Regions from separate parts of the Mus musculus genome. Here regions 2 and 3 are each linked to region 1. A link is a contact called in public Hi-C and HiChIP or PLAC-seq data. All regions are on one chromosome and are shown on one strand. Each heading gives the region's core, a stretch centred on a gene start, on an enhancer-like site or on the middle of the called end of the contact. The rest is flanking DNA. Distances are from core to core; before and after follow the strand shown. Region 1 holds the start of Pdk2 (pyruvate dehydrogenase kinase, isoenzyme 2). Region 2 has its middle 21 kb from the start of Gm11544. Region 3 overlaps Gm11515 (a long non-coding RNA gene).

Region 1 (2,585 bases), core at 62-2,561:
GAGACAGGAGACCTAGGATCAACAGCAGGCGATGCTTCTGTAACTTACTGTATATCATCAGCAGTTTTCCCCAGATAGGTGGACCGAACTACGGCCAAGTCCCTTCTAGCTGTGGCATTCATTTGGCGGGGACTTGGAGTGGGCCCTGGAGGATTTCCTACACAAGCAAAGCTCACAACTCCAACTGAACAGGGAGTAACAAGGCATATCCTGGAAAACAGGTGCCCAAGTCCTGTCGGCCATCTTCCTGTCCTCCTGCCTGTGACACAGCCAACTCTTGAGAGACCTGGGTCCACTCCCTACACCAGCTGGCACCAGGGAATACCTTGCAGACAGATGGGGGCCACACAACGTCTCCATCCTCCACTCCGCAAAGCTTTCTCCTGCCCCAAAGCCACCTCCACCCTCAGAACACCGAGTGGGTGATCTTCAGAAACCCAGGGGTAGCCATAGGAGGGTGAAAGCCACCTGACTACCTCATGGTAAGTTGGGCTCTGCCCAGCTAGGAACCGCTGCCAGGTCAGAACAGATTTGATCTTCAAGTGTCCTTGCCCAGTGGGCAGCTGCAGTGGGTGGAGGCTCACCAGTCAGGGGAGTTCCCCTGTTAGCACCTCCTACTTCAAGGGGCCCCCTTCCCACCTGCCCTGGCTTTTCTCCCTTGCTCTGTTCAGAAGTACCCCGCCCTTCGTGCACAGCACAGGTCTTCCAGATGGCTGAATCTCCTTAGCACTCCAACAGCACGTCTCCTGTTTACTCTTGGCTGCCCACTCTCAGTGGCCGGGATCTCCCACTAACTCTATCATGTCTGGATAGGGTCCTATGCCCTCACTGTCTCTTACTCTCCACGATCCCTCGCAACGCTTTCTCCGCGCCCCCATTCTTAGTTAACTGTGAAGGGGGCACTCTTAACTCTTTGTGGGCAGCCAGGTTGGCCTCGCCGTTTACCCATTCCTGTCCATACTCTTCCAAGCCAACCCTCCTACCACCCAGGACCTCTTCCTCCGATGTTAACCTCTCATTGCCAGGGTCTCCTTCCCCGCGCCCACAGCCCCCGGTGCCCGCCTACGCCGACTCCGTACCGAAGTCTAGAAACTGCTTCATGGACAACGGGGACGGGGAGAACTTGCTGAAGTGCTCGATGTACTTGGGTGCCCCTGCCAGGGACGCATTCTTCAACAGCGCCCGGACCCAGCGCATGGCGACGGCGCCTGCGGCTCGGGCTTGGATCTCGCTGCTGTCCCGGGGCTGGAGGCGCTGGCACCGGCCGTCAGCTCGGCCCAGCTTAGCCGGGAGACGGGCTTCGGCCGCCTCCTCCCTACCCTTGCCCTGGCGATGCCTCCAACGCCTAGCCAATCGGCTTGTCCCGGCGCCCCGACGTCGCCAATGGGCGCGCACAAACAACTCTGGGAGAACCAATAGCCTTGCGCTTCGACACGTGGCTCTCCTCGAGGCCCACCTCCTTAACCGTGAAGGTGCTGGAGACGGCCTGTTGTTTTCCTGGGCTGTGCTCAAGTCCCGCCTCCTGTCGCCAACTACACTTCTTGGGGGCCAGCCCCGAGTTAACCCTTTCTTCCCCAGAGTCCCGCTAACCCTTCGTTTGACGTTCTACTTTCCCTGGTTCTTTCCCCTGTCTCCTTCTTTAAAACCTCCCTTCCCTGCCCTGTCCCTTTCCTAAAGGCACCTGTTTGACCTGACAACCTGCTTACCTGCTCTGCTATAGGGGCTCACAGTGGTTTCTCACTCCTATGATGGACCCAGAATGAACACTTGCAAAATCCGAAACCAGTATGCGAGCTTATACTAAGCTATCCTATATGCGTGCAACCCGCTGACTTCCATAAATATCCAAAAAGCCCAAGAAAAGGTCTCTCTCTCTCTCTCTCTCTCTCTTTCGAAAAAGATCCGATATCAGGGTGGGAATGTAGCTCAGAAGGCATGGCACTTGCTCAGTATGCATGAAGCCCTGTATTGATCTCTGGTACTTGGAAAACAACAACAAAAACAGCCAGAGCCAAACCCCCTTAGGACTGGCAGAGGCGGGAGCAGGAGCTATGGTCAGTGCTAATTTTAGTTAAGTTCCATTTTATTATTACCTCGCTCATTTGACTGAGCATAAAACCTTGCGCGTCTTGCACAACCACCTAAGAAGGTAACCTTCTGTGCACCTAACCCGAGACGAGCAACTGTCTGTGCCGCTGGCTTCCTTATTGCGAGTCCCCAGGAGCTAAGGCATCTTAGTGGTTAGCGGCTTGGGAGCCCAGCCCAGTCTTCCTAGCAGTTCCCTGCCTCTTCCCTGAGAAATGTCATGCGCCCTCTTTTGGTAAAACTTGGTATGTGCCCCACTCTCTGGGCCTTCCTAGGTTCATTACTATTGATTATCCAGTGGTTTCCCGGCCTTTACTATGGCCCTGTGAAGCACAGACAGGATTGAGGTTTGGCCTTTAGGAAGTCCTGGTGCTCCTCTTGGAGGCTGAGGCAGGAGGAGATCTGTCCAAGGCCCACCTGAGGCAGTGTGAGTTTAAGTCCAGCCTGGGTAATTTAGTAAGATCTTTTCTCCAAAAGGTAGAGAAGGTGGGTTTGAGCTG
Region 2 (2,585 bases), core at 49-2,548, 170 kb before region 1:
CTTTCTCTGTGAAGGCCTGGCTGTCCTAGAACTTGAAGCCTGGTTGGCCATGAGATCAGAGATCCACCTGCCTCTGCCTCCGAGTGCTGTGATCAAAGGTGTGTGTCAGCACTGCCGTGTAGAGGACCTGCCGTTGTTCAGAGAGAAAGGGGGCCCACTCTAGGACTGCACCCCCATCCCACCCAGTGAGCCAGCCATGAGAGGGTGGCATGTGCATGCATGCATGGATATCCTCTTGCATGCTGGGAAGCAGAGGCAAGAAGACCCAGAGAACTTCTGAAGTCTTTGTAGCGCTCCAGATTCCACACCAAATTCCAGCCTGGGTCTCCTAAGAGTGACAAAGTCCCCATGCTTTCTGCACATCTACTTTTCTTTGCTGAAGAAGGAGTTCATTGTCTGTGGTCCCTCATAGGGTCTGGCTTTAAGGGCCTGGAGGTCAGCTGGTCACCCACGCCTTCTCAGAGAAGGCAGCTGGAGTCCAGAGGCCAGGAAGGCCAACTCACAGAGGACATTAGGGCTGAGTCACAGTTATGACCATGTAGGTTCTGAGACCCCACACATAGCCCAAGTGACTACATCTCAGCCAGGCAGGCTGCAGCTCTTTGGGAGGAACAACCAGCTGGGGTTGGGAGGAGGGAGACCTTGCCTATACCTGCCTAGCAGATCCTGGGGGGAAGAGCTGGGCTGTGTTCTGTTTCATCCCTCTGCATTTTATCCTACCATCCCTTGCTTCTCCACATTCTACTAATACTACTCTGTATCTATGACAACTAATAGCACTGGGCTGTGGCCTCTTCTAAGGAGGGTGCATACTTGGCTTTAGTTCGGTTCTGCCTATAGGGGCAGCATTGAGTCATTTTAGCAAATATGCCACTTCTGGCTGGTGGGCTGTGTGACCATAAGCCATGCAGTCTCTAACTCTCTGCAAAAGAGACGGATGCAAAAGGAAGACCGATGAGTCAGAGACAAATGAAATGACACACACAGACTCTGAAGGATGACATGAATTGCTTCGTATACCGAGCGATCTTATACAAAACCGAAAATAGTTCACTTCTGCCTCCCCAGGGTCAGCTGGGCAGGCATAGGCAAGGTCTCTCTCCCCAACTCCAGTTCTCCAGTGTCTGGCATACAGCAATAGCAAATAAACATGAGCTGATTTTGTTTGTGGCAGAATGAAGTACCCAGGAGTGAAGGGACTTGCCTCTTTCCAAAGCTGCTCTCTCTCTGTCCCTCTATATAGGCTTCAAGGAATAAGCACTGTTGTCCCTGAAGGGCTCAGCAGCCCCCTCTGCTGTCCAGAACGTGTTCTGCACCCCAGCTAAGGTCAAATTAGAAGAGGTAGGACAGTGACCTGTCTGGGAGGATTACTGGTACTGACCCCTCCCACACATGGTGGGAGGTGACACTGGGACAGGGCCCTGAGATCTCCCTCTCCCTCTCCTCCTTTCTCCCTCCCTCCCTCTCTCCTTCTCTCCCTCTCCCTTTTCCCTTCTTTCCTCCCTTCCCCCCTCTCTCTTTTGACAGGGTCTCTCTACAGAGTCCTGGCTGTCCTGGAACTCACTATGTAGACAAGGCTAGCCTTGAACTCATGGAGAACTGATTAACCCTGCCTCTGGAACTCTGAGCTTAAAGGCATTTGTATCACATCTCATCTGAGAGATTTCTGCTCTTTCTAGTTTACTCCTTTCCCATTGTCCTTTACGGATCTCTGGAGAACTCTCTCAGAGACCGGAGAATGTCATTGCTGTCACCTCCCCTGTGTAATGCAGCCTTGCTCATTGGGGATGTCACAGCCATTTTCCATAAGATCTTTAGCCTGGGTGCCCTGCTGACCCTGATGGAATATGTTTCTCTTTTGCTCTCCAGCCTTCAGAGGCTCCTTCTGCCACTTTCATAAGGCCCCGTCCCCAAAACAGTCCCTCATCCAACATCCTCTCGCTGCCCTGCCATCATAGTCTAGAATCTTCACCCCTCTCTCGCCAATTCTCTCCTGGTTTCAGCCTGAGTTGCTTCCCACCTCTCTCAAATTCAATAAACTCCTTCTCACCACCACCTCCAGAAAGCCCTCTTAGACTTTGGTCTTGTAAAAGTAACCCTCCAGCGTCCTCCCTGTTGTCTCTATGGGCCTCTCCCTTCTCTCTTGAAGATGTGTGGACCCAGTCCTCTTTGTTCCCAGTAGGCTGCAGGGAACCAGCCAAATCTGTTTCAGTCTTCATTTCCCATGGTGCTTTGTTCCAAGTAAACAGAGGCTGTGTTGTCAGAGAGGAAGCTGGTTGGAGCCTCCAGGGTCAGGAATGAGTTTCTCCTAGGGGAAATTTGTTTCCAAAGTCTTTGTTGAGTGGCCCTTGGTTAGTGATGGGGTTCCAGATTGACCCTACTTGCTATGTGTTTGGAGGTGTCTACTTCTGCTTCTTGTCCCCCAACAGCACGTTGAAGCTTATGAACCCTTCTCTTAGTAAAGTAACACCCCAGAAATTGAGATATTCTAAGGGTGTTTGGGGGAACAACTGCTGACCCACCTTCTAGGATGGGTAGAGGGGCCAGCCCGGTCCTGCCAGTGGGGCCAGGGTCTTAGTCTCCTT
Region 3 (2,585 bases), core at 61-2,560, 170 kb after region 1:
ATTCTCTGGCAGGTAGGGGGTGGAGCAGAGGTTGGGGGGAAACTGAACTTGAGGTTCAGCAGGTTTAGCCCCAAGAGCTTTGCTCTCTTCACCTGCCCACCACATACTCCAGTGCACAAGTCAGAACAAAATGCTTCTCCCCTTGGCCCCTGGATGCTTAGAACTCTAAACAGAACAATAAGAGAGGAGGCTTTTGGATGGGGTGTGGACCGTGAGCATGGCTCCTCCTGGCAGTGTGCTGGGTCTAGCAACTTGTCCAATAAGACCAGGCTTCAGGACATAGGCTAGGGATGAGAACCTCAAAATCAAAGGTCTAGCCTTCCTCATCGAGGAGGGACACATCGCCCAGACCCAGAAATCAGGAGAACGCCCCAGGGCCCCAGAATACTCTCACTCCAACACACACACACACACGCGCGCACACACACACACACACACACACACACACACACACACACCCAGCACACACACAGAGTTCACAACTCAGTAAATGCTCAAGTTGCCAAAGTTTAGGTGGCAAATGCTGACAAAGACAGGACACAGAAAGACAGCAGCGCCTAAACCTAGCTCTCAGAGTTCCCCAAACTGGCCTGGGGTCTGGGGCCAGGGGGTTGTTTCTCAGGAAGATGGCAGAGCCAGGATAGCAGGAACCCAACACTCCCACCCCACACTAGAATCTCTCTCCCTTTTAGTGTACAGCCTAGGTATCTGCCTGAGATTCCACTTGGGGGCAGAATAGAGGTTGCTAGAGCTGGCAGCCCCAGCCTCCAATCCAGGCTGTCATTCCCTACCCTAGGGATAGGGGTGGGGGACACAGGACTGAAAGCCCATTGGCGTTTACTATACTCTAACAGCTGACCTGACTCTGCTCTTAAAATGAAACTGGATGTAAAGCTTTCTGGACTCTGCCTGTGTTCTCTTCAGCTGTGCTTAATGGAGAGTCCTTCTGTTACTGGGATGCCTGTTCCCAGAGCAGAAGTGTGCACCGGGGTGGAGGTATCGAGGAGGTGGGGTGGGAAGGGGATCTGCGGCCACTGGGATTCCCCAACTCCAGCACGCTGAAGCCTCTCCTAGCCTGCCCATTCAGGCTCCATGCCTGGTGCACCTCCAGGTCAGCGACCACCCAGCAGCCGGCGGCAGTGAGGGGGTGCGGGCAAGAAAGGGTTAATCTGGCAGCGCCTTTCATCAGCAGCTTGGCGGGCTCCCAAGGCCCACAGGCTGGGTACCTGGGCGCCTACCTCGCCTGTGGGGCGGAGACGTGACCACAGGGCAGCCCTGCCGTCTGCATTCCTCCCAGTGAGTGACAGCCCCACGGCCACGCCCGCCGCAGAGGAGGGGCAGGGGGCTGGTCTACGGTGGAGTGTGTGTGTGTTGGGGACTGGGGCTGGGGCGTGTGTGTGTGTGTGTGTGTGTGTGTGTGTGTGTGTGTGTGTGTGTGCCCTTGTTGCTGAAACCCTGGGCCTGAAGGGGATCTGTGAAAGGAGAGAGATCAGGACGTCTGGAAGAGCCAGGACACTGCCAGAGCTCAAAAGGTGGCAGTGCTCTCTCCCAGATCCAGGAGAGACAAGGCATGGCCGGAAGTTCAGGGCTTCCTAATGAGATGTCGCCACAAGATCAATCCAGCCAGGCCTAGGCCCAGGGCCCTGGGATGGGCGCTGTTCCCAGTGTCCTTCCTAAGCTTCCACCCTCCCATGACACCGTGGCTGGATGGCCATCCTCAATTCCTGGCCCCTGAACTCACCAGCCCTGGCCTTTGATCTCTTCTGGACCTGTTGGTGCAAACAGGAAGTTGCCTTAGGCTTGAAGCAAACTTCAACAGGGTGTAAACAGGCGGGGGTACCCCTCCCAAGGCTTCTCCTCCAGGAGAAACTGGGTGAGACTGGGTTCCACATTGGAATCCAAGGTGTCCTGGGAGGATATACCTTAGTTCACCACTGGGGCCAGGGGCCTCCCCAGGAACATCAGGAATGCAGAGGGGCTGAGCAGTACAGCTTCTACAATGGAGCGCTCTAGGAAGTCCAGCTCCAGGCTCAGGACCAGGTCCTACAGATTTCCAGGCCTTCTCCTGGGAGCCCAAAATCCCTTGTGGTCATCTCGTCCATGGAAGCACTCTAGAAAAGGGGGCCAAGTGTCCCAGATCTGTGATTGACAACTTCTGGTCTCAGCAGTAGAGCACCCACCTAGCCTGCTTGAGGCTCTGGATTCACACTTGAGTGTCCTCAGACCCACAGTAAACTGGAAGAAATGGATTCTTTGAAACCCTGCTTCCTGTCTGGCTCCACTGATAGGCCCAGCTAGGCCCAGCTCGCCATCTCTCCGGGTAGTGTCTAAGGGTCCTGTGTCCATGCAGAGACAAACTTCAGAGAAGCTGTGGAGAGAGGCAGGTGAGGCTGCAGGATCAAGGTTCTCTTTTCAAACCGTGTTTAAGTCCCCTCCCCTCCATTTTTCTTCCCTGGAGGCCGCTATAAACAAAGGCTGAAGTTGGGTTTAATGTCTACATTTTTCTGAAGATCTCTCTGCCTTTGCTATTCTGCCAAGGTGACCTCCTCCTCCTCGTCCTCTTCTTCCTCATTTTCTTCCTCCTC

Evidence for each region. Hi-C and Micro-C count contacts between places; a contact is called where the count stands out from the background. HiChIP or PLAC-seq counts read pairs in DNA pulled down with a chosen protein or histone mark.
Region 2: a Hi-C map of embryonic fibroblasts shows a contact between it and region 1, with 2.4 times the contacts expected there. The contact joins the enhancer-like site here to the promoter of Pdk2 in region 1. A contact is called at or near these places in 6 of 39 promoter capture datasets (the 3T3-L1 cell line, embryonic stem cells, hippocampal neurons and 2 more), 1 of 15 datasets of contacts at CTCF or cohesin (embryonic stem cells), 11 of 484 Hi-C or Micro-C datasets (the G1E-ER4 cell line, the HL-1 cell line, cerebellum and 7 more), 2 of 115 datasets of contacts at active chromatin or transcription factors (the NIH/3T3 cell line and pancreatic cancer cells) and 2 of 9 other capture datasets (adipose tissue and pancreatic islet).
Region 3: a FOXA1 HiChIP or PLAC-seq map of pancreatic cancer cells shows a contact between it and region 1. The contact joins the enhancer-like site here to the promoter of Pdk2 in region 1. A contact is called at or near these places in 2 of 39 promoter capture datasets (embryonic stem cells and liver), 2 of 484 Hi-C or Micro-C datasets (nephron progenitors and neural progenitor cells), 10 of 115 datasets of contacts at active chromatin or transcription factors (the NIH/3T3 cell line, bone marrow-derived macrophages, craniofacial prominence and 6 more) and 3 of 9 other capture datasets (adipose tissue, liver and pancreatic islet).

Annotation. Positions count from the first base shown.
Region 1 is chr11:95,040,060-95,042,644 of GRCm38.p6, forward strand. Pdk2 (pyruvate dehydrogenase kinase, isoenzyme 2) reads right to left here and starts at 1,312. Exons shown (of 11, transcript NM_133667.2): 1 at 1,080-1,312. The coding sequence starts at 1,197.
Region 2 is chr11:94,869,248-94,871,832 of GRCm38.p6, forward strand. It overlaps A430060F13Rik. Among named protein-coding and RNA genes, the nearest start is that of Gm11544, 21 kb to the left of the region's middle. Within about 2 kb of position 1,299, at least 62 of the 459 cell types and tissues checked have an H3K27ac peak or open chromatin away from gene starts, as enhancers often do. A contact at or near this core is called in the NIH/3T3 cell line, embryonic fibroblasts, myocytes and 4 more, where this site is marked.
Region 3 is chr11:95,209,616-95,212,200 of GRCm38.p6, forward strand. The region is part of intron 1 of Gm11515 (a long non-coding RNA gene); the gene reads right to left. Among named protein-coding and RNA genes, the nearest start is that of Gm11515, 49 kb to the right of the region's middle. Within about 2 kb of position 1,311, at least 98 of the 459 cell types and tissues checked have an H3K27ac peak or open chromatin away from gene starts, as enhancers often do. A contact at or near this core is called in craniofacial prominence, liver, pancreatic cancer cells and 1 more, where this site is marked.